Regions from separate parts of the Mus musculus genome. Here all the other regions are linked to region 1. Evidence: chromatin contacts called from public HiChIP or PLAC-seq and promoter capture Hi-C data. All regions are on one chromosome and are shown on one strand. The core of a region is the stretch at or near the end of the contact, and the rest is flanking DNA. Distances in the headings are between cores, read along the strand shown.

Region 1 (4,490 bases), core at 618-3,117:
GTACGACACAGTGCTCGGCCTGCTGGACTCGCACCTCATCAAAGGGACTGGAGATGCAGAGAGCCGCGTCTTCTACCTGAAGATGAAGGGTGACTACTACCGCTACCTAGCCGAGGTGGCCACTGGCGATGACAAGAAGCGCATCATCGATTCTGCCCGGTCAGCCTACCAGGAGGCCATGGACATCAGCAAGAAGGAGATGCCGCCCACCAACCCCATCCGCCTGGGCCTCGCCCTGAACTTTTCAGTCTTTCACTACGAGATAGCCAACAGCCCCGAGGAGGCCATCTCGCTGGCCAAGACCACCTTCGACGAGGCCATGGCCGACCTGCACACCCTAAGTGAGGACTCCTACAAGGACAGCACCCTGATCATGCAGCTCCTGAGAGACAACCTGACGCTGTGGACAGCCGACAGTGCTGGGGAAGAGGGTGGTGAGGCTCCGGAGGAGCCCCAGAGCTGAAGCAGCCCACAACCGACCCGGCTCGCCTTGCCCTCCAGTCCCCAGCCTACAGAGAGGACTAAAACGGAGTGGGACTCTGCCCTTCCCAAACCCTGAATGTTCAGCCACACCTTGGAAGACTCCTTCGAAGGGGGCGCAGCTAAGCTGAAGCCACCAGGGCGGGGAATCCCACTCTTCGTGTAGCTGTCTGGTGGGTGTTCCCAACCTATCCCACCCCTGCTCTCTGCACCCCCTCCCCACTTCCTCCCCCTGAGCCTCCCTCGGGCACCTGTTGCTTCTGGATCCGAATAATCCAGGAGGCTCCCCACCCTGTGGCTGAGAACTGGACTGTGGCAAGGGCTGTGTGTGTGTGTGAGAGAGAGAGAGACTCTGTGTGTGTGTGTGTGTGTGTGTGTGTGTGTGTGTGTGTGTGTGTGTGTGTGTGTGGTGAGAGAGAGAGAGAGAGAGAATGAGAGGGAACACGTTTGCTGGGTGTGACCATGCTACCACTCAATAAAGTTGCCCTGTGACCAAAATAATAATAATAATAATAATTGTAAATCGCTATTTTTTTTGACATGTTTCAGTTTGTGATAGGACCTCCTGCAGCCCCAGACCTCTTTATGGTGCAGAGGAAGAGTTTGAACTCCTGATCCTGCTGCCTCTGCTAAGAGGACAGCAGAATGACATCATGAGTACTCCGAGTTGTGAGGCTGCGGAATCAAAAGGGTTAAGAGTCTGAGTGGATGACCCAGGAAAAGGGAGGTCCTGCTGGTACCACCCCAAGAGGCCAACTTTAGTCTCCTAATTACAGGTGACATAGTGTCTCTCTCTCAAAATAAGACTGATGGAACTTGGAGTGGGGGTGAGGCAGCAAAGAGAGATCCAGCACAGAATCTCACATAGCTCAAGGGCTTAGTGGATCAGAAGTTAGACTCCAAAAAGAACTGACATTATAGATGATAGGAGAAACTGAGGTGGTCCTGTACTTCCTCTCCGTCCGTTGGAGACCGGAGGACGCTGAGGCCCTAGAGATGGACAAGCAAGCTCTCTTTGTGGAACTTCTGGCTTCCCCCTGCCCCTACCTGGCTGTCTTTGCAGGCCTTGAGCGCAGCCTCCAACTCCCTCTTGTCGCCCTCTGCGCGCTGCAGCTGCCAGACCAGGTTCTCCTGGGCTTGCTCAGCTTCGGCCAGCCGTCGCCGCAGTTCTTCGACCTCGGGTGCCGAGTCTGGGGGCCGCACCGTGGCATTCATCTGCTCAGGTTCTGGACAACGGGGGCTCCGGGCCGTCGAGGCCGCCAGATTCCAGGCCACCAGGGCCCCTCCAGCCGCGGCGGCCGCCAGGAACACCGCAGCCCCGCACAGGGCCAGCAGTCGCCATGCGCGCCCCGGCTCCGGACCTGGCTCTGCCATCCCGCCGTAGCTCTGACCCCAGAAGGGCCACTCACACTTAATTGGCACCTTGGGGTTCCAAGGACACCCACGGTTCCGCCCCGTCCATCGGCGGCTTCTCGAGGGGTAGGGAAGGGCGCGCAGGAATCTCAATCTTCAGTCAGACTCTAGGAATGGTCTGGGGGACCTTTTACCAGACCCCTCCGAGCCCCAGGGTCCCCTGACCCCAGTGACTGGTGACAGTCAGGAGCCTATGGGGAAGAACTCCAAAAACCAAATCGAGTTAGGAAGATAGGGGTGGCAGGTGAGCTCATTCCGTTGATGAGGAAACTGAGACTGGGAGCTGGGAGGTAGCAAGGTCTCCACTGGCTGTGCTCGGTCTCATTCATTCCATGCAAGTGGGATACAAGGTTCTTTTAAAAAGTTGGGTTTTTTAAAACTGCATTTAATTTATTTTGTGTGTGACCAGGAGGAATTCGGGGTGGTGGGGGTGGGTGGTGGTTCTCCCTAGGTCAGAATACAACTTATCTTTCTTTCCGACTTGAGGGTCCTGGGACACCTTCAGTCATCAGATACTGAGAGCCCACCTTCATTTTACCGGAGTCTTCCCTGGCTGCCCCACATTCCAAGCTGAGCCTCTAAAAAACAAAGCCTCGAATCTTTGTTTCCTCCTGTATCCTGTGGCTACAGAGGCCCAGCACACAGGAGGAGGACTCATTCCTGAAAGAATGTGCACCTCATGTGTTAATGAAAAGGAAGTTGTGTGTGATAGCGCGTGCCTGGGGAAGGGGGAAGGGATGCAGTTAGAGACCAGCCGGGGCTATAGGAGTCTGCTGGAGGTTTAGCACTGATTAGAATATAAATAGGATGTGTTTACAGTAAGTGTACTCAAAGGCTTTAGGCCATGTGAGTGCCTCTGATCCCTGCACTCGGGTGGCAGAGGCAGGGGAATCTTGAGCCTAGTCTGAAAAGAGTAAAAACAAAATAAAAATATTAAGTTGCATAGAAATATGGAATTAGCCTGGGAGACTGCTAGAACAGGCAGCCCCAGCCAGCATGAACGGGGTTCCACCTCAGACCTCGAGGCTGAAGCAGGCGTTGCTTCCTGGGCCACCTGCTACTTCGGGCCTCCCTCGTGTCAGAAGGAGCCAATGTTTGAGAAAACACTGGGAGAATGATCCTGGTCACCGCCTGCAGATGGACCCGCTAGGAACGTCCCTCTACAGCTCAAAACACGCAACCCTGGCAGCTGCTTCTCAGTGACCTCCCTTGGTGAGGCCAGGGTTTCCCAGTCGTCAGTAAGAGAGTCACAGCCTTGTCCTCACAATGACAAAAAAGATGAGGGGAAGATAAAGAAGGGGGGGGCAAAAGAAAACTTGAAGGAAGGAAAAGGAAGGTGAGAAAGAAAATGAGAAATCAGGGCCAGGGAGGCGATGCCACACACCAGAGACACACAGCACAGCTTGCTTCCCGGAGGCCCCACCTCCAGCCTTCAACCACCAAGTGGAGCACAACTTTGAGGTTCAGGCCCAGGGTAAAAGTGGGAAGCAAAAATGAGAGTTTTCCCTCCAGAATAGGGCACAGGTTAGCAAGCGGCCATCATCAGCCACTTCAGTGCTGATGGGGTGGGGGTGGGGGTGGGGTGACCCATTGGGGATTTCCCAGGAATTCAAGAGCCAGGGGAGGCCTCTCTGACTGGTCAGCTGAGGCACCCACACAAGCCCAGTGTTTCCTCAGATCAGTGTGTGTGTGTGTGTGTGTGTGTGTGTGTGTGTGTGTGTGTGTGTGTGAGAGAGAGAGAGAGAGAGAGAGAGAGAGAGAGAGAGAGAGAGAGAAAGAGTCAACCATTGTGCAGTTGGCTTCCTAGTCCAGTTTCTCCTTAGTCTCCAGGGTCCCCAGTATGAAAGGGACAGAGTGAGTGATCTAAAAATAGCAAAAAAGTCTTACCCTTTCTCAAGCCAATAAGCCCTTGGAAGGAAAACTCCCCAGATAACAAACACCCAGAGAGGGGAGAGCAGGCTGTGGACAGAGAGGGGAGAGCAGGCTGTGAACATGTGTTACTTAGGAAGCAGGAATTCTGCCAAACACCTGCAAGGGAAGAAGGCCCGGCCCCCACCAGAATTTTCCCTCTGTGAGGCCTGATCCCCTACTTGTACCATTCTAAAGTTCAGCACAAGAAATCTGCGAGTATATTAGGCTAACTTACAGAGCAATGGGGGAATGATCTGACGCAGGGGAAGTGGGGACCCATCCAGCATAGATAGTGACCCTTCCCAACCCCTCTTCTATGAGAAAAAGTCAGCAGCCAACAAGCCAGCTGTGATGACACTTTGCAAACAGACACAGCTGAACCCATGAAGATGGCATGGTATGTCATCCTCAGAGGACAGACTGGCCTTGTCTTAGTCAGGGTTTCTATTCCTGCACAAAACATCATGACTAAGAAGCAAGTCGGGGAGGAGAGGGTTAATTCAGCTTACTCTTCCACATTGCTGTTCAAAGGAAGTCAGGACTGGAACTCAAGCAGGTCAGGAAGCAGGAGCTGGTGCAGAGGCCATGGAGGGATGTTCCTTACTGGCTTGCTTCCCCTGGCTTGCTCAGCCTGCTCTCTTATAGAACCAAGACTACCAGTCCAGGGATGGCACCATCCACAATGG
Region 2 (4,742 bases), core at 1,297-3,796, 760 kb before region 1:
GTCTCCTTGGTGCTCAGGCTCCTTGACTCTCCAGTCCTACCAAAGGAGTCGGGCTGGGAGTGTCCCGCAGGCTCCAGGAGGCTGGGAGGCCTGACGTTTGTTTGATAAGCCACAGTAGTGATTGGAGAGCTGTGAACCTTTGGACGTTATTTCCCACAATGCTCTGGGAAGCAGGCTCGGCCTGGCTTATCTCCTGTCACCTGTGTCTTGTGTCTACAAATAGTGAAGATCCCAGGCTTTGCTCATAGACCTAAAGGTTTTCCTGTATAGAAACTACGTGAGGGAAAGTCACGCCAAGGGCTAGGGGTGTGACTTGGGGAGGAGCCCTGCCTAGAACCCCCCTAGTGAGGGCCTGGGGCGTGGCTCAGGAATGGATCCCCTGCCTAGATATTGGAGCCAGGGCGGCACAACCTCCCACCCAACAACTCACCGGTCCCAGTTTCTTCTCCATATCATCCATCTCCTCCATACAGACGATGGTTAGGAACGCTGCCTCCTTTTCCAGCTTATCCAGCAGACAGGCCTGGAGAGGCAGGCAAGTGTTGTCCAGAGAAAGTGGCCAATCCCGCCTCCCTTCACCGCAGGTCCGCACTCCAGCTTACCTCCACCATGTTCAGTCTACACTCCAGCTCCCCGTGCTGGCACGTGGAACTCCCACGTACCGCTGACATTTCTCTCCTGCAAGATAGCAATGGATCTTGGTGAGCTCAGGTGACTAGGTGTTCCTGGTGAGCTCAGGTGACCAGGTGTTCCTGTCCCTTGGCATCCCTCCTGCTTCAGTTTCTTTGCCCCGCCCCCAGTACCTGTGCATTCCCGTAGGGCACCAGGGTGATGTTCATGATTTCCATCACCATCAGCCAGGTTGGGAACAAATCCCGGACGAGGAAGTAGCGACAAGCTCCACACAGGGACTCATAATACAGGCTGACTCTGACAGGTGGTGAAGGGGGCAATGGGCGTGGCCCCAAGAGGCACACATCGTGGGCCTGAAAGGAAGAGAGGTGTCTGGTGAGGTATGGCCCCGGTCACCCCTGAAGAGGGCAGCCCTATGCCAAGACCCTTATAGTTCGTTCAGCCTTGTGGCACTGGGGACTAAAGGTTTCTTTGCACGTGTTGGGGGAGCAGTCTCCCAGTGAGCCACATCCCGGGCCCTCTGAGGGTTTTTTTGGGGGGGGGGTTTAGAGACAGGGTTTCTCTGTGTAGCCCTGGCTGTCCTGGTACTCACTTTGTAGACCAGGCTAGCCTCGAACTCAGAAATCTGCCTGCCTCTGCCTCCCAATTGCTGGGACTAAAGGCGTGCGCCACCACCGCCAGGCTTTTTTTTCCCCCTCTGAGGTTTTCGAGACTCTAGATCCTGTTCCGCAATCACAGTTTATCTACAAAACGGAACCTGACAGGCTCTCAAACAGTAGGTGCTCAGCGAATGCACAATCTTTAACTATATTCAGGAAGTGCTAAGACAACACTAGCACCCGGGAGGCAGAGGAAGAGTTCCAGGCCAGCCTGCTGTACATAGTGAGTTCCAGGACAGTCAGCCCTACACTGAGACTCTGTCCCCTCCATTAACAAAACAGAAAACCAAACCAAATCAAAATAAAGTAAAATAAAGTAAAAGAAAAAAAAAAGATATGCATATTTCTAGTTGCTGCTCTCTCGCTCAGCTTTGTCTGTTCAGAGATGCACACTCTGAAGCCAAATACATGCTCTCTCGCTTGATCTCTCTCCGTCCCTCCTCCCTCCCCACCTCTGTAATTTTGCGCATCACAGCGATGCCTTTCACCCACGAAGACTCTATTCTTCCTCTCCAGGGACCCAGGGAAACTTCACCCAGTCTGATGCCCGACTAGACACAGAAGGTGCCTGATGCGTGCAGAGACTTCCGGTCCCCGGGGAGGGCGGGCCGAGTCTGAGCAAGGATCTAGGCGTGCGGGGCATGTGTTTGCTCCAGGTCAGAAGCACGCTAGCCCCCTCTCTTCTTCGGCTGGAACGCACACCGTAAGCGACAAGAATTGTGTGAGGGTGGAGACCAGACAGTGATTCAACAGGTCTGGAGCAGAACACCCCCCCTCACACACATACACACACCCCGTGCGCGTGCCCATCCCTCAGCTCTTCACTCAGACATATCCGGTAGGTGGTTGATAAATGCTCAGGCAAGGCGGGCAGGGGATAGCTGCATTTTTCAGACCTGAGATGGGGAAGAGAAAGGACGTGGACACGGTACTCAGAGTTCAGGGACTGGATTAGGGGTGGCGGCCCTGGGCGTGACAGCTTTCCCTGAAGACATTGGAGTTCCCCAAAACGAGTTCACGGAATAAGTGCAGAGAAGTCCCTAAGCTGACAGACTGGCGGGCATCTGACCCTGGGCCCCTTCCTGCGTTGCGGTCCCTACCTTGCAGGTGGTTGTGCCTTCGGAGGATGCTTGCGAAAGGGACGCAGTGGCTGCTCTGGGAACCTCGAGTGGGAACAGCAGAAGCAGAAGGGACAAAAATGGTAGGATCGGAGACCAGGACATGGCTGCGGAGGAAAAAGCTGGCAGGACTGCTTGGTCAGGCCAGGAAGGCGGGAGACTTTAAGCAAGTGGAGGCCCCACCCACTAAGTCCACGCCCCATCCAGGCTCCTTCTAACCCTGGGACTCCTTTCCTGAAGGCTCCGCCCCAGCCAGGTGCTGGTCCCAAATCACGAGGCCACAAGACTCTGTCCAGCCTCCAGTCCTCCGCGGCTAGCATGTCTGGTCACGTGAAGTTTTTGGATCAGGCATGGGAAGGGGGACTCCAGACAGTGACGACCAGACCGAGGGACAGGAGGCTCATGTTCTTCCCCAGAGCCCAGCGGAGGTGGGGGAGTGACACATTCTCATCACTAATTCTTACTGCCATGACTCCAGGTCACAGCAAGCCAGCCCCGCCCGCCCGGCACATCCCCCCACCTCCGCTGATTCAGGCCACAGCAAAGAAGCTAGCTTAGGCAGGGCAACTTCCCATCTCTGGTTCTGGGCCCTGGCTTGGGTTGAGGACATAGCTGAGGTACTTGCTTCCAGCAACTGAGTGTGAGACTGGAGATGTGCCTGGACTCCAGACACTGTCCTTTTCCATCAGCTGCGGTTTCCCAGTCTGTGAAATGGGGTGCTAGTGACACATGACTGTGGATAGAGTCGCCAGGAAAGGATCATGCTGTGAGAGCCTCTGCACCAAGTCAGTTTGAGAATTGAACCCTGGGTCCCTGGAGCAGTGACAGGCCACAGAACAGCAGCACCAGCAGGAAAAGTTCCAGCTCCAAGCGTGAGAAAACCGGGTTTTCTGTGTAGGAGACAGCAAGCTAGAGGGGATGGCGATTTGGGATGGCTACATGCTGAGTTCTGTTCTAACCAAGTCTTGATTCCAACCCTCACCCCTCTGCAAGCTGGGCAGAGACCACCCCTGAGGCCACGAGTACGGATAACATTTGTTTTCTCTTTTGTTGATTTGTCTCCCCAGCTAATAAGCTTGTGATTGTGCCTCAGCTTCCCAGGCTCTGGGGTCACAAGGTGCTGTTTGTCTTAGGTCACTTGCAGGATGCAGCATGGACCAAGGCCAACTGAACCCATAGGGTAGTGGGTCAGGGACGGGTTCTGTCCGTTACTGTCCTAGCTGAGCCTAAACGCGCTGGAGGGGGAATGGGAGCACTTGGCAAAGTACTCATGGGCTTAAGTCTTGATGTGTTCCTACCCTAGTGCAGGACTTTTGCTAATGAGCACAGATCCTGGGGTCTGGTCAGCAAGTGTGCAGAGGGCCAGAGCTTGGTCTCCCCTCACAAATCAGGGAGACTAGGGACAGGCGACACCCGCCTGGGTGGCTGGGAGGTTGTTGCCTTTCTTCCTGATGAGGAAGTTAAGGACGACATGGGCGTCACAGCTTGTGTCTGTCCGAGCACCCTGGAGCTGGGGCAGCAGAAGAGGGGCTGTTCTTGGGTTTAGGGTCCCTGGCAGGCCAGGACATGGGTATGGGGCATGGCCACTGGCAGGACAAAGTCTGTCGTTCGCAACAGGGTTTAGGAATTCCAGTCCCCAAAGACACTCAGCCAACAGGTACAATGTTTCATATTCGTATCAATAAATGTACCGTACAAAACCTGCTGCCCATCCGCCCTGGGCAGGTATGGGGTCCAGGGAGCAGGGACACACCCAGGGCCCTTGTCCCAAAGGGGAGGCGATTGCACAGTCTGGAGAACAGCGCAGGGCCTGGGCGAGGGCCAGAGTTTGTATTTTGCCCGCCAGAGTGGGGAAGATTCTCGGCAGCTGCGGGGTAACCCCCTGTGACTGGTTTCACTTCGACCTTAAGAGGGGAAGTTGGGGTCCGCGGGGCGGGTCCCGCCCGGCCCCGAGTGTCCAGGCCTGAGTTCCTGGAAACCACCTAGCGCGGTTCCTTTCTAACCCCGGGGATATGGCTTGAAGAACTCAGGGCGCCCAGGCCAGTGGCCCCACAGCCTCTGTAAACATGGCAGGCGCAGCGGGAGGGATGGCCTCCTGCGCGTGTTCACCAGGGGAGGGGATCTGGAGACAGACATGGACAGGGAGGCAGGCGAGGTGGGCGCTCAGCGTGCTGCAGACGGTGGGCCAGGCCCGGGGGCACGCACAGGGTGTGCGAGGGTGACGGTAAGTGCGTCATTGTGCTGCACGAGTGATGCGTGCTGGTAGTGCAGCACCAGCTCCTTCAGGGACCCGTACAGGTTATAGGGCTCTGCGAAGCCGAAGCCGGTGGCT
Region 3 (4,638 bases), core at 1,637-4,136, 660 kb before region 1:
TTATGGGGAACTACCGGGACCTGTTTCCTAGAGGCACCTGGAGCTGCAAGCATGATGGGCTTTTTGTCCCAGCTGCTCTGTCACTGTAAGGTGAGGATACCATACGTGTATAGGAGACGACACATTCAGGTACATGGACCCCCGACTGCTGCCACGCCCCATGAGTGATGACTCCTCTGCCCCAGCCTCACCAAGGCTTCCAGGTCTTTTGCAGGGATACCAGGCACCCCCTGTTCCCAGGGCTGCCTCTTGGTGCGCTGCAGGACTTGTTCGGTTTAGTAGGCTTTTCTCCCCACGAGGCCTTTAAGACCATGTAGCCACCATAGAGCAAAGGGTGACCAGGAACTCCTGACTCTGCCTGGAGGCCTGGGGTGGCAGGCACGCGCCCCGTGCCCAGGTTAGGAATTTTTGACTTTCCAGTTGTGGGGCTGGAGTCACTCTACTAATCTGATGTATCTTGCTATACTTCCAGCCACATCCAGCATCAGTGTGTCACTCCCTTGGCATCAATGGCCCGTCCCTCTTGATTAGGTATAGGACTCTTTCACATTCTTCAAAGGCCCACTCCATGAAACTTATCCCTTCATCCCAGCCCCAGCCCTTGGGAGCAGGGGACACCTGCATCATTCCTGGTACAAGAAAAACGTCATGTGTGTCAGGTGTCAGTATTTTAGGACTTGATAAATCCCCACCCCCACGCCTACCCTTGTGCCTTAATTTCCCCATGACAGGCCTTTTTTTTTTTTTTTTTTTTTTTTTTTGGTTTCGAGACACGGTTTCTCTGTATAGCCCTGGCTGTCCTGGAACTACTCTGTAGACCAGGCTGGCCTCAAACTCAGAAATCCTCCTGCCTCTGCCTCCCGAGTGCTGGGGTTAAAGGTGTGCGCCACCACTGCACGGCGACAGGCCATCTTAATGTCCTATGATCAGGAGCAGAACATAAGTTCAGTGCCCGAGTCTGTTGAATACTAAGTTCTACATTCAGTACGTGCTGCTGATTGTCTGACCATTGCCTCTCAAAGGTGCTCACCAGCCATTTTCAGATGGGGACACTGCCAGGGTGCAAGCCAGCCGGCCTCACAATGTCATGCAGTTAGCGTTGCCCACAGGCTTATGGGTCTCTCTCCAGCTCCCTCTCAGCTCTTCAGTATTAATGCTGCTAGAAAAAGCAGCTCTGGGTTCAAAGCCTATACTCTTCTCCATCATGGCCAATGATCTTTACCAGACAGCCTCAGCCAGCCCCACACATTTGTGTTCCGTGTGTCAGCCTGGAGAAAACTGCCTTACACCTCAGGCTCAGGGTGGGCACCTGCAGCTCCACCGCTGCTGTGTGACTGACTTCAAGCCTCTCCAATCACCCTGCCCTATCCAGGGGGCGTGCAAGTCCAGCCCCTCCTGTCACCCTTGTGGGACCCACCACACATACAGACATGGGCCTCAGCCTCGCCACAGCCTTTATTGGGAGGGTACTCCACTGGGCTCTGCAGGGCTCACGGGGACTAGGATGTCAGAGCAGGGACCCTCTGGGTTGTTGAGGATGACCTATGGCGCAGCTGGGAGAATCCCAGGCCCGGAACTCTATGAATCCCTGGTCAGGCCTGGCTGGAGGGGGATGAGCTGACTCAGACAAGCTGGACTCAGCCTGGTTCTGTCACTTGGGCGCATTAAAGGGCAGGGCGCGCTGGTTCATCGGGTTGTCAGGGGAGCGCAACCACTCCTTCTTCAGCAGCTGCTTCAGTTGCGACAGCCGCATGTTGGGGTTCTCCTGCTTCAACCGTGGCAGTTGCACCTCCTCAAACGCGGTGAAGGCCGCTCGCATCCGGCGCTCAGGATGCCGGTCAGCTTCCTCAGCCACACTGCAAGTCAAGGAGTCAGGACCCAGACCTAAGTCCCGCCCCAACAAACTCTCCTCTTCAGGGCCCCGCCCACACAGCCCGCCCCGCCCACCTGAGCACTGCGATGGCGTCCTCCACAGTGCGCGCCTCCACGCTGCCCTCTTCCTGCAGGCGCCGGTTAAGGTTCTCTTCCAGTGGCAGCTCTAGGTGGCTCTTAGCCTTTTCCACTGTGGGTGACAGGGACAGAATATGAGAACGAGGCGTTGGCGCGAAGCCCTCGGGGGATTTGCCCCAGGCCACATGCACACCTGGCTCTGCCCGCTGCTCTCTCCGCAGCGAGTCCTCGATCTGTGCACGTGTGACCTTGGCGGGCGCCACACGTGGGGCCTTGCCGCCTTTGAGCCGTGAGTCTTCCTCCTCCAGCAGGCGCTGCGTCTCCTTCTTGCGCTCCAGCTGCTCCAGGCGTCGCTTCTCCTTCTCCTCCTGCAGGGGCAACAGGGGAAGGCTATGTAGACAGAAGCTGCCTGGGTGCCCAGGGTGGAACCCAAGAGGGCGCTGCTCCCTCCTTCCCTATCCCCCCAGGGCACCCTTGTACAAAAGGACCTGGGCAGCTAAAGTGCTTCACAAGGGTATTTCCATGTGCCTTTACCCCAAAGGCAGAGAGGAATGCCTATCTGGGGTCAAAATCAAAGGTGTTTGAAGGCAGCATCTTCCGGAGGCTCCTTTGCCTCAGCGCTATCTCGCTACATGGCTTTTGAATAGCACCCTGCCCTGTGGAATTCCTCCACTAGCTCTGAACATCCCACTCCCACTCTGTCTTCTGGGGACAGAGGGTCTGGGCAGGGTCGTGCACCAGGACAGCTCATCCCAAAAGAAGGTCATCAGTACTGAGAAAGACACACAGAATTCTGATCATGGTGCGAACCTGGAGTACCACCAAGCTGCAGGGGGAGCTGAGGCAGGTGGAGAGGCTGAGCCCGGGTGTTCCAGGCCAGCCTGGGTGATAGAAACAGAACAATGACCAACCCCCTGGATAGCAGGGCGAGGCCTGCTGTGGAGACAGGGTCTCTGTTGCCACCTAGTGGGCAGACACGTCAGCACCAAGCCCGAACCACTCCAGTACCAAGTAGGCACCTGGGGCTGGCTCAAGACAGGCCTCGGTCAGGAATGTCACAATAAGGTTGGAGACAAACACAGACCCACTTCAGCTAGCTTCTGAGTATGCATCCCTCCATGGCTACCTCGAGCCACCTTTCAACACCGAAGCCCATGCCGCCCACCTTGCGTTGCTCCTTCCGCATCACGTGTTTGTCCTCATCCTTCCAGTAAGCATCTTCCAGCTCCTTCTGTTTCTTGGCATCAGCGGCCGCCTTGGCTTCAGCCCTCCGTGCTCGGGCAGCTGCCGACTTGCTGTTCTCGCCCTGGAACTTCTTGGGCATCCCTCAGCAGGCTGCAGGAAGGACACCGTGGAGGGGCTGGACTGTGACTAGGACCCACCCATCTCCAAGACTTTACAGACTGCTTGCAAAAGCGATTTTTTAAAAAACAGGGTCTCATTATGTAGAGCAGGCTGGCCTGACATGATCCTGTCTGACCCTTGGACGCTATTAGGATAGCAAGGAGCAGCGAGTCCCTCAAGTCAGCATTTCCTCTCATTTTATTAACATATATAACAACTCTGTACCCACAAAACGTAGGCAGGGCCTCCACAGGGCGGAGGGAGCTCCACCTGAACCTCCACACTGGAGGACAGGGGCTCTAGCCCTGAGCCATGTCCTCACCCCTCCCTGGTGATTCTAGGAAGGGGCTCTACTGTTGTGTTTCTTCTGAGGCTTTTGAACAATTTTTTAAAAAAGATTTATTGCTGGGCGGTGGTGGCACACGCCTTTAATCCCAGCATTGGGAGGCAGAGGCAGGCGGGTTTCTGAGTTCAAGACCAGCCTGGTCTACAGAGTAAGTTCCAGGATAGCCAGGGTGTCTTGAAAAAATAATTAATTTTAAAAGATTTATTTATTTTATGTATGTGAGTACACTGTCGCTCTTCTCAGACACACCAGAAGAGGGCACCGGGTGCCATTGCAGATGGTTGTGAGCCACCATGTGGTTGATGGGAACTGAACTCAGGACCTTGTGCTCTTAACCACTGAGCCATCTCTCCAGCCTACTGAAATAATTTTTTTAAAACTATAATTACAACGTTGTGCAAAGACCAACACTGCGTACTCCAGAAGACTCCAATCCTATCAGCTGTCACTTCCGTTCCTTGCTCCAGCTCCTGAGCTACTTCCCCTCTGCCTGTCCCTGGAGGTATTTCCGGTTAACAGACTATTCACCATGTGGAATTCTGTCTGGCTGCTGTCACTCAGCACTGGGTTTTGTGTCGTGTCAGAGCCTCTGGTGGCATATGTTGTATGGAGCATATCTAACCGTCCACCAAGGTATGGGCTTTTACAAGTCACAGTGTACTGGAACCCTGCAAGGTGGGTGATGGCTGTTGGGGTGTCCTATTTTAGACTGTGTAGATGGGGGACACTCTGTGGCCTGTGAGCCTACACTGGACCCCACCAGATGAAAGGACACACAGCCAATGTGCCTGGAAGAGACATTGTAGTAGACTGACTCCACGGTAGGCCCCCAGAACCTCAACTGTGGGGTGCTCAGGCATCCCCAGGGTAAGTGACCAAACTGAGGAGTCTGGCCTTCAGGTGAGGGGAGCACCCCTGTTCCTGTCAGGTGTGGTGGTGTGTCCCTGGGAGGCTGAGGCATGGGGACCAGAAGTTTCAGGCCATCTTAGCTACACAAA
Region 4 (4,995 bases), core at 1,935-4,434, 660 kb after region 1:
TCCACCTATAGGGTTGCAGATCCCTTTAGCTCCTTGGGTATTTTCTCTAGCTTGCTGGTCTCTTCTTAATCACTGCTAATTTCTTAGCTCCAGCTAACCAGCATCAATAGTCCCAGTAATGCAAAGGGTTTGCTTTAGTAGTTCTAGTATCTTGTTAATCACAGCTGATTCTTCAGCCCCAGCTAGCCAGAACTACAGAATAATCAAACTCCAAAATAGCAATGGCCCTGAAAAGAGTCTTTAATTTTCCCTCTGAAATTTCACAAGCCAGGCCTCCATCTTCTGCACTGTTCGCAACATTATCTTCCAAGCTCCTACACAACATCTGACAGAGCTTTTAACACCGAATGGATCTTCTAGCCCAAAGTTCCAAAGTCCTTCCACAGTCCTCCTCAAAACATGATCAGGTTGTCACAGGAATACCCCCACTATGCTGGTACCAATTTGTCTTAGTCAGAGTTTCTTTTTTTTTTTTTTTTTTTTTTTTTTTGGTTTTTTTTCGAGACAGGGTTTCTCTGTAGCCCTGGCTGTCCTGGCACTCACTTTGTAGACCAGGCTGGCCTCGAACTCAGAAATCCGCCTGCCTCTGCCTCCCGAGTGCTGGGATTAGAGGCGTGCGCCACCACGCCCGGCTTAGACAGGGTTTCTATTCCTGCACAAACATCATGACCAAAAAGCAGTTAGGGAGGAAAAGGTTTATTCAGCTTACACTTCTACTGCTGTTCATCACCAAGGAAGTCAGGACTGGAATTCAAGCAAGTCAGGAAGCTGATGCAGAGGCCATGGAGGGATGTTCCTTACTGACTTGCTTCCCCTGGCTTGCCTCAGCCTGCTCTCTTATGGAACCAAGACTACCAGTCCAGAGATGGTCCCACCCACAAGGGGCCTTTCCCACTTGATCACTAATTGAGAAAATGCCTTACAGCTGGCTCTCATGGAGGCGTTTCCTCAACTGAAGCTCCTTTCTCTGTGATAACTCCAGCTGTGTCAAGTTGACACATAAAACCAGCCAGTACACATGCTCAGTTTAAATTAAACACCTCATCCTAAGACAGGGTTTCCCCCTTTATGAACCGATATTTGCCTATGGGCCACATCAGTCTCCTCTATCCAGAGGCAGTACTTTGTCCCCTTCCTAAGCAAATACCCCTCATCCCCTCCCTTGCTTCTCCTTTGTTTCTCTTCCCTTCTTCCTCTCCTTCCTGTCTTTGTACCTTATCCCTGCCCTATCCCTCTAGAGTAAATAAATCTCCTTTGTGCTGAGAACTTGGTCTTGAGGGTCCTGAGAGGATAGTTTTCCTTTCACTTCCCTTGGAGGCTGTGGCTGTGTCCATTTGTTAATCAGAGACATGAGGGTGGGGGAATTCTACTTTGACAGACTGACAAGAAGATGTTAGTCTAGAGGACCACAGTCCCCAAGCTGCTCAGAAGTGGGGTGGACAAAGAGCCAAGCCAAAACAGCTCATGTTCTCCAAGACTGAGTCACATACACAAGAGAACCCCACAGGACCAGCCCTGCGCAACAAAGTGTGAGGAGGATTGGAGAGGTCAAGTGAGTTCTATGAAGTTGGCCCCGCCAGTGAAAGCACATCTCATCCTGAGTCTAGGCAAAAGTCAATGAATTAAGTCACAATAACTTGCCCAGATGTGCTGACTCAGCTGAACCCTTGGGCCCTTAAGTGGGTCTATCATCAGAGCCTACACTGGTTTCCTCCACTGTTGGACCTTTGCAGCCCAGAAACTCCCAAGCCTATGCCACCCTGGAGAGGAGCAGGGGTCAGAGAGGCACCAACTCTATCCTAGAAAGTGTTCATTCCAAAGACCCAGGATAGGTGGAAATGCACTGGGTGCAGAGGCAAGACGGAAATGCACTGGGTGCAGAGGCAAGAAGGGGTGGGCCAGGAAGCTTACAGCCAAGTCAGCTATGCCTGTTAGGTACAGGGACACATCACCCAGGACCCAGAGTGTGCACATACATTGTAGTTCATTTTAAAATCAGAAGAAAAATCAGGCATGGACTGGGTCTGCAGCTCAGTTGGCAGGGTACTCACATATGGTGAAAGAACTCCTGGGTCCCATCCCAGTATCGCAGAAAATACAGACACCTCTATGATCCCAGCACCCAGGAGATAGAGACAGGAAGAGCAGAGATGCAACATCATCCTCAGTGTTCTGTGGATTCCAGGCCAGCCAGGATGCTGTGAGATCCTGTTTTAGAAAAATAAAAAACAGAAGGGAGAAAAAAACCAGAATAAGATAGATGGACTCTATGGTTTACTCCAGTTTGTTTTGTTTGTTTGTTTGTTTGCTTGCTTGCTTGCTTTCTTGCTTTGGTTTAGTTTGGATATTGAGTTTGAATGTCCCTATGTTAGCCCAGGCTAGCCTGGAACCCCAAATCCTCCTGCCTCAGGCTACTGAGTACTGCAACTACAGACCCAAGCCATCTTGCTTTGATGTTGGCCTAGAGGGCAACATGACTGTAGAATGATATTTCAAATGAGTTTTGCAAAGGAAGGTATGATAGGTGTTGTGTGTGCAGCAAGTCTGTCCTTTCATGTCTCCTTCATGTCTGGGGCATATGCAGTTCCCTGTCCTGTATATGCATACTGTTCCTGTATCCTGTCCCCCCCAAGCAGCCTCTCCTACTTGTTGCCTTTCACTCTCTGATTGCCATATGCCCATTTCCTGACCTATGACTACTTCAAGGTTGCTGTTAAGAGGCTGGGAATCTAGCTCAGTAGGTAGAGTGCTTGTAGCTCAGTAGGTAAAGTGATTGTAGCTCACTTAGCAAGCATGAAGCCCTGGGTTCCATCCCCAGCAATGCATAATCTTGGCATGATGGTAAACCCTGAGGTCGAGGCAAGAGTCTACTTCAGCACCCCAATTGGGGTGCATAAAGCTGTATCTCAAGGGGGAAAAAAACTAGAAGAATACCAATATTGGGAAGCAGGGCGGCAGCTGTCTCAGCGATTCCATAGAGTTGGTAGAGAGTAAGTACTGAGCAAGGCTTGGCAAGAACAACTCCAGCCTCAGACTCAAGCCTTGAGAGTTATTCTGGTCCCACCCTGTTCACCTGCTGGAGGAAACAGGAACTGACTGAGGCTCCTGGCCCTGCCCCTCTGACGTGTGGACCCTGAACCGAAACTTAAACTCCAGCTCAAGCCAGCTCAAGAGCCCTTCGGAACACAACCCAAGCTGTCCAAGGTATGCATCCTACATCCTGCACCCTGCATCCAGAATCCTGGCATCCCTGCATCCCAACATGCCCCAGCTTCAGAGGCTCTGGGACTTCAGCACTGGGTGTAGTGGTGCTAGAAGATGAGAGAAGGGTTTACCAGAGGAGGAAAGCATTGCAAGGGCTAAACTCTGGCATGGCTCTCCACACAAGTCATTGCAGCGCTTTGGAGGCCGAGGCAGGCTGTACACGTTTGAGGCTGGTTTCAGCTAGCTACATGGTGAGACCTGATTCATAGAAACCAAGTGTTCCAAGAAAACCACGAGGGGAAGGCAGAGAGAGGTAAAGCCCCTCCGGCCCCACGGGGTTTTACTGGAGCTGCCAGAGAAAGGAAGGAATTTAACTGAGAAGCTCCGGGAGAGGGTGGGACTGTGGCCAGGGTTTTGTTTGAGCAGGGGAGGCAGGGAAGCTGGCTGGAGGAAGGGACATTTGTATTGAGTCTTGAAAGACTTGTAGGAGTGTTCTGAAGTAGAAAGAGAATAAACATTGAGACCTTTCTGTGTAGCATGTAGCTGGGTTCAGCTGTACTTTAGAGACACGTGTATCTGCTTCATGATGGTGCTACACTCTGGGAGACATGTTGGTAGGTGATAGCCTGGACAGGATTGTCTGTTGCACTCCTGGAGGCCTAGACTCCAATGTGCTTGAACACGGTCAGAACTAGAGCACTGTGGCAAACATGTGCCTGTCTCTGCCTGTGAAGCACAGTGAATAATGAAATAAAAAGGGGAAGTAAACTGAAGTGGGTGGTGCACTCCAGAGGCAGAGGCAGAGGCAGGGGGATCTCTGAGTTCAAGGCCAGCCTGGTCTATAGAGCAAGTTCCCCGGACAGCCAGGGCTTTACAAAGAAAACCCGTCTTGAAAAAAAACAAAGACAAAAAAAAAAAAAAAAAAAAAGAAGAGAAAGGAGGCAGTGGGAGACCCTCCTAGGGACGTTGTCTAGTCACACTCGGCAAGGCAGCCAACCTTCATTCAAAGACTGTTTCAATCCATACAGTGAAGAGTAAGTGAGGAAGAGCCAGTGTCAGCTGCAGGCCTACACACACAGCTGCACACACACGTGTCTGTACACATGGTCACCCCCCCCATACACATTCAAAATTTTTAAATATTAGAATGAGGCTGGAGAGTCGGCAGTTAAGAGTGTACACTGCTCTTGCAGAGTTGCTGAGTTTAGTTCCCAGTGCCTGCATAAGCTTAATGGCCCCTGTAAATCTGGCTCCAGGGATCCAACGCCCTCTTCTGGCCTCCAGTAGTACCTGCATACACATGGCTATTACACTCACACACATTCTCACACACAGAGAGGCACACACATACACATAAATAAAAATTAAAATCTTTTTTGAAAACAAAAAGCAATTAAATAAATAAAAACCAGATATTAGGAGAAATTCAGGTTTTTGTTTTGTTTTGAGACTGGCCTAGAAACGTCTGACCCTTCTGTCTCCTTCTGTAAGTACTAAGATGGCAGATGTACACCACTACATCTGGCTTTTCTTTTTTTTTTAAGATTTATTTATTATTATATGTAAGTACACTGTAGCTGACTTCAGACATACCAGAAGAGGGTGTCAGATCTCATTATAGGTAGTTGTGAGCCACTATGTGGTTGCTAGGATTTGAACTCAGGACCTCTGGAAGAGCAGTCAGTGCTCTTAATCGCTGAGTCATCTCTCCAGCCTCTGGCTTTGCATTTTTAATTCAGGATCTCCCTGTGTATCCTTGGCCAGATTTGAACTCCTGGTAGTTCTGCCTCT
Region 5 (4,984 bases), core at 209-2,708, 610 kb before region 1:
TACAGACAACTATTCTCCCTTTGAAAAACAGCTCTTGGCCGGCTATTGGGCCTTAGTGGAAACTGAACGTTTGACAATAGGACACCAAGTTACTATGCGACCTGAACTACCCATCATGAGCTGGGTACTATCAGACCCTGCAAGTCATAAAGTGGGACGCGCGCAGCAGCAGTCTATTATCAAATGGAAGTGGTATATACGTGATCGGGCCAGAGCAGGTCCTGAAGGCACAAGCAAGTTACATGAAGAAGTTGCTCAAATGCCTATGGTTTCTACTCCTGTTACAATGCCATCTGCTGCCAAGCATACGCCTATAGCCTCATGGGGTGTTCCCTATGATCAACTGACCGAAGAGGAGAAGACTAGAGCCTGGTTTACTGATGGCTCTGCACGTTATGCAGGCACCACCCAGAAGTGGACAGCTGCAGCATTACAACCCCTTTCTGAGACAACCTTGAAAGACACAGGTGAAGGGAAATCTTCACAGTGGGCAGAACTTCGGGCAGTACACATGGTATTACAGTTTGTTTGTAAGAAGAAGTGGCCAGATGTACGATTATTCACTGACTCATGGGCTGTAGCCAATGGATTGGCTGGATGGTCAGGGACTTGGAAAGATCACAATTGGAAAATTGGTGAGAAAGACATCTGGGGAAGAAGTATGTGGATAGATCTCTCCAAATGGGCAAAGGATGTGAAGATATTTGTGTCCCATGTAAATGCTCACCAAAAGGTGACTTCAGCAGAGGAGGAGTACATAGGTGTGCACATGCATACATGTGCATACAGAAAAATCTCCCAAAAGTTGAGGATTCTAATAGAGCAGAGATGTGAAGCGGATGGCCAGACAGGGACTGGTCATCTTGTTGGTCAGGCCTCAAGTCAGAGATGCTGAGGCTTCCCTGAGCCCCTTGACTGTGCCTTCCCAGGAGCTAAGCCACGGGAGCCAAGCAGACAGAAGGGAGGGAGGGCGCTGGCACTCAGCTTTTGTCTCCTGCTGCCTGCAGGTGTTCGCTCCTGGGAGGATGTGGACCCCGCTGTCTGCAGCCTGGATGAGCAGCTCAAGGCCTTCGTGTCCCGGCATTCAGCCACCTTCTCCAGCATTGTGAAAGGTGACCTGCCCCACTCTGCCTCCCTTAGTTCTCCTGCTCCTCTCTGGGTGCTGAGCTGCTGAGTGGCAGCTGTATGCCGGGCGTGGGGTGAGGCAGTGCTAAGGCCTGCACAGAGGTACCTCTGGCCTGTGGATGCTGCCTTGGTTTTGGACAGTAGAAGAAAGTCATATGCTCTGTCCCTAACTTACAGAAGGGTGTAGTGACTTTAGGGAGGGGCCCTCAGGGCTGAGAACCAATAGGGAAGCAGAGATGGGGTGCAGGGCGATTTCCTTGGGATCCTGGGGTGGCCAGAGCAGCCCTTTCATGGGTATTGCTTGTAGCTCGTCCCTGCCCAGTGGGTTGAGTCACCACCTACAGCTGCAGGAGGGGAAGGAAGTGTCCCTTTGGGTCGTAGTGGCTTCCTGACCCCTGATCCATTGGAGAAAAAGCTGGAAGTGACCTACTGTGTGACCACAGCCCTCTGGACGCCCCTTCTGGGTAGTCACATTTCTCTGGCCTGGTCTTGCAGGGGAGGGCTGAAGCTGCTGTCTGCCATGTAGAGCCTCCTGTGTGTCCTCCTGGCTTAGGTGCTGAGCTGTGCTGGTGCTGATACGCAGTCTAGCACCCCTGGCTGATCATCTGTGTTGTCCCTGCTTGAGGCCCAGGGCACCCATGGGCTTCTTCCATTTTCTTTCCTGTTTGCTCTCAGCTGGGGCACCCTGCTGTGGGTTCTGCAGCTTCAGTACCTGAGGGTCCCCTGGTGGTAGGATTTGGGATTAGGCAGCCTGAGCCGGGGCCTGGGCTTGTCATCCCACAGGGCAGCGGAGCCTGCACCACCGTGGAGAGACCTTGGAGACGCTGGTCCTGCTGAACCCCTCAGACAAGTCCCTGTGTGATGAGGTAGGAGCAGGGCCCTGTGCTGTCCTCACTCCTGACCCAGCATATGTGCTTGACACTTCTGCACCTACTTCCTCTTGTAGACTTGGGGCAGGAAGGCTGGTCATGGAATGCACTGATGAGCTGGAGGCAGGTGGGAGGAACCCATGGAACCCAATGTCCTGGCTTAGCCTCTACCTGGCCCAGGCAGGAGCTGCCCTGGGTGGTAGGAGTCTTGCTTTTGGCCAGCCTGCACCTTCCTCCCAGTCTAAGACAGCTCTGGGACTCTCTGATGCATGTCACAAATTGATCTGGGAATGTTGTCACAGGCCTGTTGTCCCAGCAGGAGGAGGCAGAAGCAGGTAGGTGAGGGCTAGCCTGTGCCTAAAGAAAGATGGAGAAAGGGCTAGGTGGGTCTTCACAGGAGTCTCACGGTGAAGGAGCCCTGCTTGGCAGGCAGATGCCAGCTGGCCTCAGGGAAGGGGAGGGCTGTGGTAGGCACACCTGCTGGTTCTGCTTTCCTTCAGCCTCTCAGTTGCCTCTGACAATGAGTTCAAAGCTGGGGCCTGGTCCAGTGCCACTCACGGGGCTGCCCACCTTACCCACAGCTCCGGAACCTCCTGATGGACCCCGCCCCTCACAAGCTGCTGGTCCTGGCCGGGCCCTGCCTGGAGGAGACTGGGGAACTGCTGTTGCAGACTGGGGGGTTCTCGGCCCACCACTTCCTGCAGGTGCTGGGGGACAAAGAGGTAAGTGGTTCCCATGACCCTTCCGCCCTTTCCCAAGCCTGTGCTCTAGGGTGAGAGAAGGGCTCCGAAGCCTATCATCCACTGCACAGTGCAGTGAGTGGGGAGGGTACACTGAACGGGGCCGTGGGCTAGGAAGGCAACTCCACCAGAGACCCTGGTAGGTAGGCCCGGGGTGACAAGTGGCGGCTGGTGGGGGTTAGAGGAAGTGGTGTCTAGTCTTCATGTCCAGGTGGTCCTGTGCTTGCCCCACAGGTCCAGGATGCACTGGCCTCAGCACCAGCTGCCCCAGCCCTCACTGTGTCCTGTCCAACCTTTGGGGACTGGGCACTGTTGGGCCCTGTGCCCGGGCTGCAGCTGCGACTAAATCCGCCCGCGCAGCTGCCGGCCTCAGAGGGCCTTCGTGCCTTCCTGGAGTATGTGGCTGAGTCGCTGGAGCCGCCATCGCCCTTCGAGTTGTTGGAGCCACCGGCTGCGGGCGGCTTTCTGCGCTTAGCAAGGCCCTGTTGCTATGTGTTCCCGGGTGGCTTGGGAGACGCCGCCTTCTTCGCTGTCAACGGCTTTACAGTGCTGGTGAATGGTGGCTCCAACCCCAAGTCGAGCTTCTGGAAGCTGGTGCGCCACCTGGATCGCGTGGACGCTGTCCTTGTGACCCACGCGGGTGCTGACAGCTTGCCGGGCCTCAACAGCCTGCTGCGCCGCAAGCTGGCAGAGCGCGAAGCAGCCGCAGGACCACAGGGACAGCATGAGGAGCGGCTACGTCGCCTGCTGTCGCCTGCGCTGGGTGTGGTGTTCCTGAATGCTCGTGAGGCTGCTTCTCGGTTGCGTGGGGGCGAAGACGAGGCTGTGTGTGCTCGGAGCCTGCTGCGGAGCCTGGGCATTGCGCCTCTGCCACTGCAGCGTGGCCCACAGCCCTCTTGCCCCACTGTCCTTTTCGAGAAGCTGGGCGTAGGCCGCCTAGAGCTTTTTGTGCTGCACCCTCCTCCTGGGGACCCTGCAGCGCCTGCCTGTGCTCTGCTCGTGTGGCAGCCAGCGGCGCCTGGCGACAAGGTTGTGCGTGTACTATTTCCTGGCCGCACGCCGCCCGCGCGCCTGCTGGATGGGCTACAGCGCCTGCAGCACCTGCCGTGCCTGCGCAGGCCAGTAGTTACCACGCATGACCTGGAAGCGCCCTCCAGGGCCAACAGCCAAGACAGTCTGGCCTCGCGGGACAGTGCACGCAAGGAGCCAGTCCGTGGCACTGTTGGCAGCATTGCCAACAGGAGTACAGTGCGAAGGGAGCCTGCCCTGGCCACTCGTGACCAGAAGAAGGACACAAGATCTGGGCCCACTCAGCCTACTGCCCGAGACACACGCCGCTCCGGGCCTGGTGTGGTCAACACAAAGCCTCGTGTATCACAGAATGGGCCTCGTGCCCCAGTTCTGGCAGCGCCACTCACAGCTCCTGTGGCTGAGTGCCCTGGAGAAGCGGAGAACATCTTGGAGTCTGAGCGGCCACCTGCCCCATCCCCAACTCTGTCCCCAGCTCAGTCCCCACCACCTACAGCACCTGGTAATAGCCCTGAGCGCCTGTCACTCAGCCCTCTGCGCCCAGAGCCTGCCCCTGATGCGTCGCCCTCAGCCACGACGCCCACGCTGACCACGCCCTCTTTGCCTGCGGAGCTGGGCTCACCCCACTCAACTGAGGTGGACGAGTCGCTCTCTGTGTCTTTCGAGCAAGTCCTGCCAGCAGGTGACCCAGGGCTTAGCCTGCCCCTGCGCCTCGCGCGCCGCTCCACGTCTCCTCATGATGTGGACCTGTGCCTCGTGTCACCCTGTGAGTTCTCTCATCGCAAGCCACCCCCTCCTGCCTCCCCAGGCAGCTCGGACAGCAGTGCTCGGTCACAGGAGCGGCCACCTGAGACTCCACCCACGTCTGTGAGCGAGTCACTGCCCACACTATCTGACTCTGATCCCGTGCCCGTGGCGGATTCTGATGATGACGCAGGCAGCGAGAGCGCGGCCAGGGACCCGCCGCCTACACCTCGTGTGCCACCACCACTGCCAGATGTACCAGGAATCTGCATGGTGGACCCGGAGGCGCTACCGCCTCGTGCCCGGCAGCCCCTCAACACCACCAATCCCAGCCGTAGCCGCAAGGCCCCTGCAAGGCCTAGCTCTGCCTCTGCCACCCCCAGAGCTGCAACTGTAGCTGCCAAGACAAAGGGCCCCGCGGGGGACCGGAACCGGCCACTCAGCGCCCGCAGTGAGCCTGCAGACAGGCCAGGCCGT

The links. Promoter capture Hi-C pulls out the DNA fragments that hold promoters and counts their contacts. HiChIP or PLAC-seq counts read pairs in DNA pulled down with a chosen protein or histone mark.
Region 2: a contact with region 1 is called in an H3K27ac HiChIP or PLAC-seq map of embryonic stem cells, with 3 times the contacts expected there. The contact joins the promoter of Ifi30 here to the promoter of Ccdc194 in region 1. A contact is called at or near these places in 6 of 39 promoter capture datasets (cranial neural crest, embryonic stem cells, hippocampal neurons and 2 more), 1 of 15 datasets of contacts at CTCF or cohesin (embryonic stem cells), 2 of 484 Hi-C or Micro-C datasets (B cells and embryonic stem cells) and 7 of 115 datasets of contacts at active chromatin or transcription factors (SST interneurons, astrocytes, bone marrow-derived dendritic cells and 4 more).
Region 3: a promoter capture Hi-C map of stem cell-derived epiblast-like cells shows a contact between it and region 1, with 2.9 times the contacts expected there. The contact joins the enhancer-like site here to the promoter of Ccdc194 in region 1. A contact is called at or near these places in 7 of 39 promoter capture datasets (cranial neural crest, embryonic stem cells, liver and 3 more), 1 of 15 datasets of contacts at CTCF or cohesin (embryonic stem cells), 1 of 484 Hi-C or Micro-C datasets (embryonic stem cells) and 10 of 115 datasets of contacts at active chromatin or transcription factors (the SCID.adh cell line, acute myeloid leukemia, astrocytes and 7 more).
Region 4: a contact with region 1 is called in an H3K27ac HiChIP or PLAC-seq map of embryonic stem cells, with 3 times the contacts expected there. The contact joins the promoter of Hsh2d here to the promoter of Ccdc194 in region 1.
Region 5: a contact with region 1 is called in an H3K27ac HiChIP or PLAC-seq map of epiblast stem cells, with 4 times the contacts expected there. The contact joins the enhancer-like site here to the promoter of Ccdc194 in region 1. A contact is called at or near these places in 4 of 39 promoter capture datasets (cranial neural crest, embryonic stem cells, frontonasal cranial neural crest and 1 more), 3 of 484 Hi-C or Micro-C datasets (the C2C12 cell line, the G1E-ER4 cell line and regulatory T cells) and 9 of 115 datasets of contacts at active chromatin or transcription factors (bone marrow-derived macrophages, craniofacial prominence, embryonic stem cells and 6 more).

What each region holds. Positions count from the first base shown.
Region 1 is chr8:71,523,858-71,528,347 of GRCm38.p6, forward strand. Ccdc194 (coiled-coil domain containing 194) reads right to left here and starts at 1,868. Exons shown (of 4, transcript NM_001370849.1): 1 at 1,528-1,868. The coding sequence starts at 1,854. It also overlaps the pseudogene Gm7850.
Region 2 is chr8:70,764,117-70,768,858 of GRCm38.p6, forward strand. Ifi30 (interferon gamma inducible protein 30) reads right to left here and starts at 2,547. Exons shown (of 8, transcript NM_023065.3): 1 at 2,393-2,547; 2 at 804-986; 3 at 649-678; 4 at 603-647; 5 at 431-523. The coding sequence starts at 2,515. It overlaps 6330537M06Rik (a long non-coding RNA gene), which reads left to right. Exons shown (of 2, transcript XR_003947402.1): 2 at 1,809-3,459. It overlaps Pik3r2 (phosphoinositide-3-kinase regulatory subunit 2), which reads right to left. Exons shown (of 16, transcript NM_008841.3): 16 at 4,060-4,742. The coding sequence ends at 4,574.
Region 3 is chr8:70,866,790-70,871,427 of GRCm38.p6, forward strand. It overlaps Ccdc124 (coiled-coil domain containing 124), which reads right to left. Exons shown (of 5, transcript NM_026964.3): 2 at 3,116-3,285; 3 at 2,144-2,318; 4 at 1,948-2,062; 5 at 1,438-1,856. The coding sequence starts at 3,274. The coding sequence ends at 1,652. Among named protein-coding and RNA genes, the nearest start is that of Ccdc124, 4.4 kb to the right of the region's middle. Within about 2 kb of position 2,887, at least 43 of the 459 cell types and tissues checked have an H3K27ac peak or open chromatin away from gene starts, as enhancers often do. A contact at or near this core is called in bone marrow-derived macrophages, embryonic stem cells, forebrain and 1 more, where this site is marked.
Region 4 is chr8:72,186,484-72,191,478 of GRCm38.p6, forward strand. It overlaps Hsh2d (hematopoietic SH2 domain containing), which reads left to right and starts at 3,185. Exons shown (of 6, transcript NM_197944.1): 1 at 3,185-3,204.
Region 5 is chr8:70,909,938-70,914,921 of GRCm38.p6, forward strand. It overlaps Map1s (microtubule-associated protein 1S), which reads left to right. Exons shown (of 7, transcript NM_173013.3): 2 at 1,008-1,112; 3 at 1,909-1,991; 4 at 2,576-2,716; 5 at 2,969-4,984. Among named protein-coding and RNA genes, the nearest start is that of Map1s, 6.5 kb to the left of the region's middle. Within about 2 kb of position 1,459, at least 35 of the 459 cell types and tissues checked have an H3K27ac peak or open chromatin away from gene starts, as enhancers often do. A contact at or near this core is called in bone marrow-derived macrophages and epiblast stem cells, where this site is marked.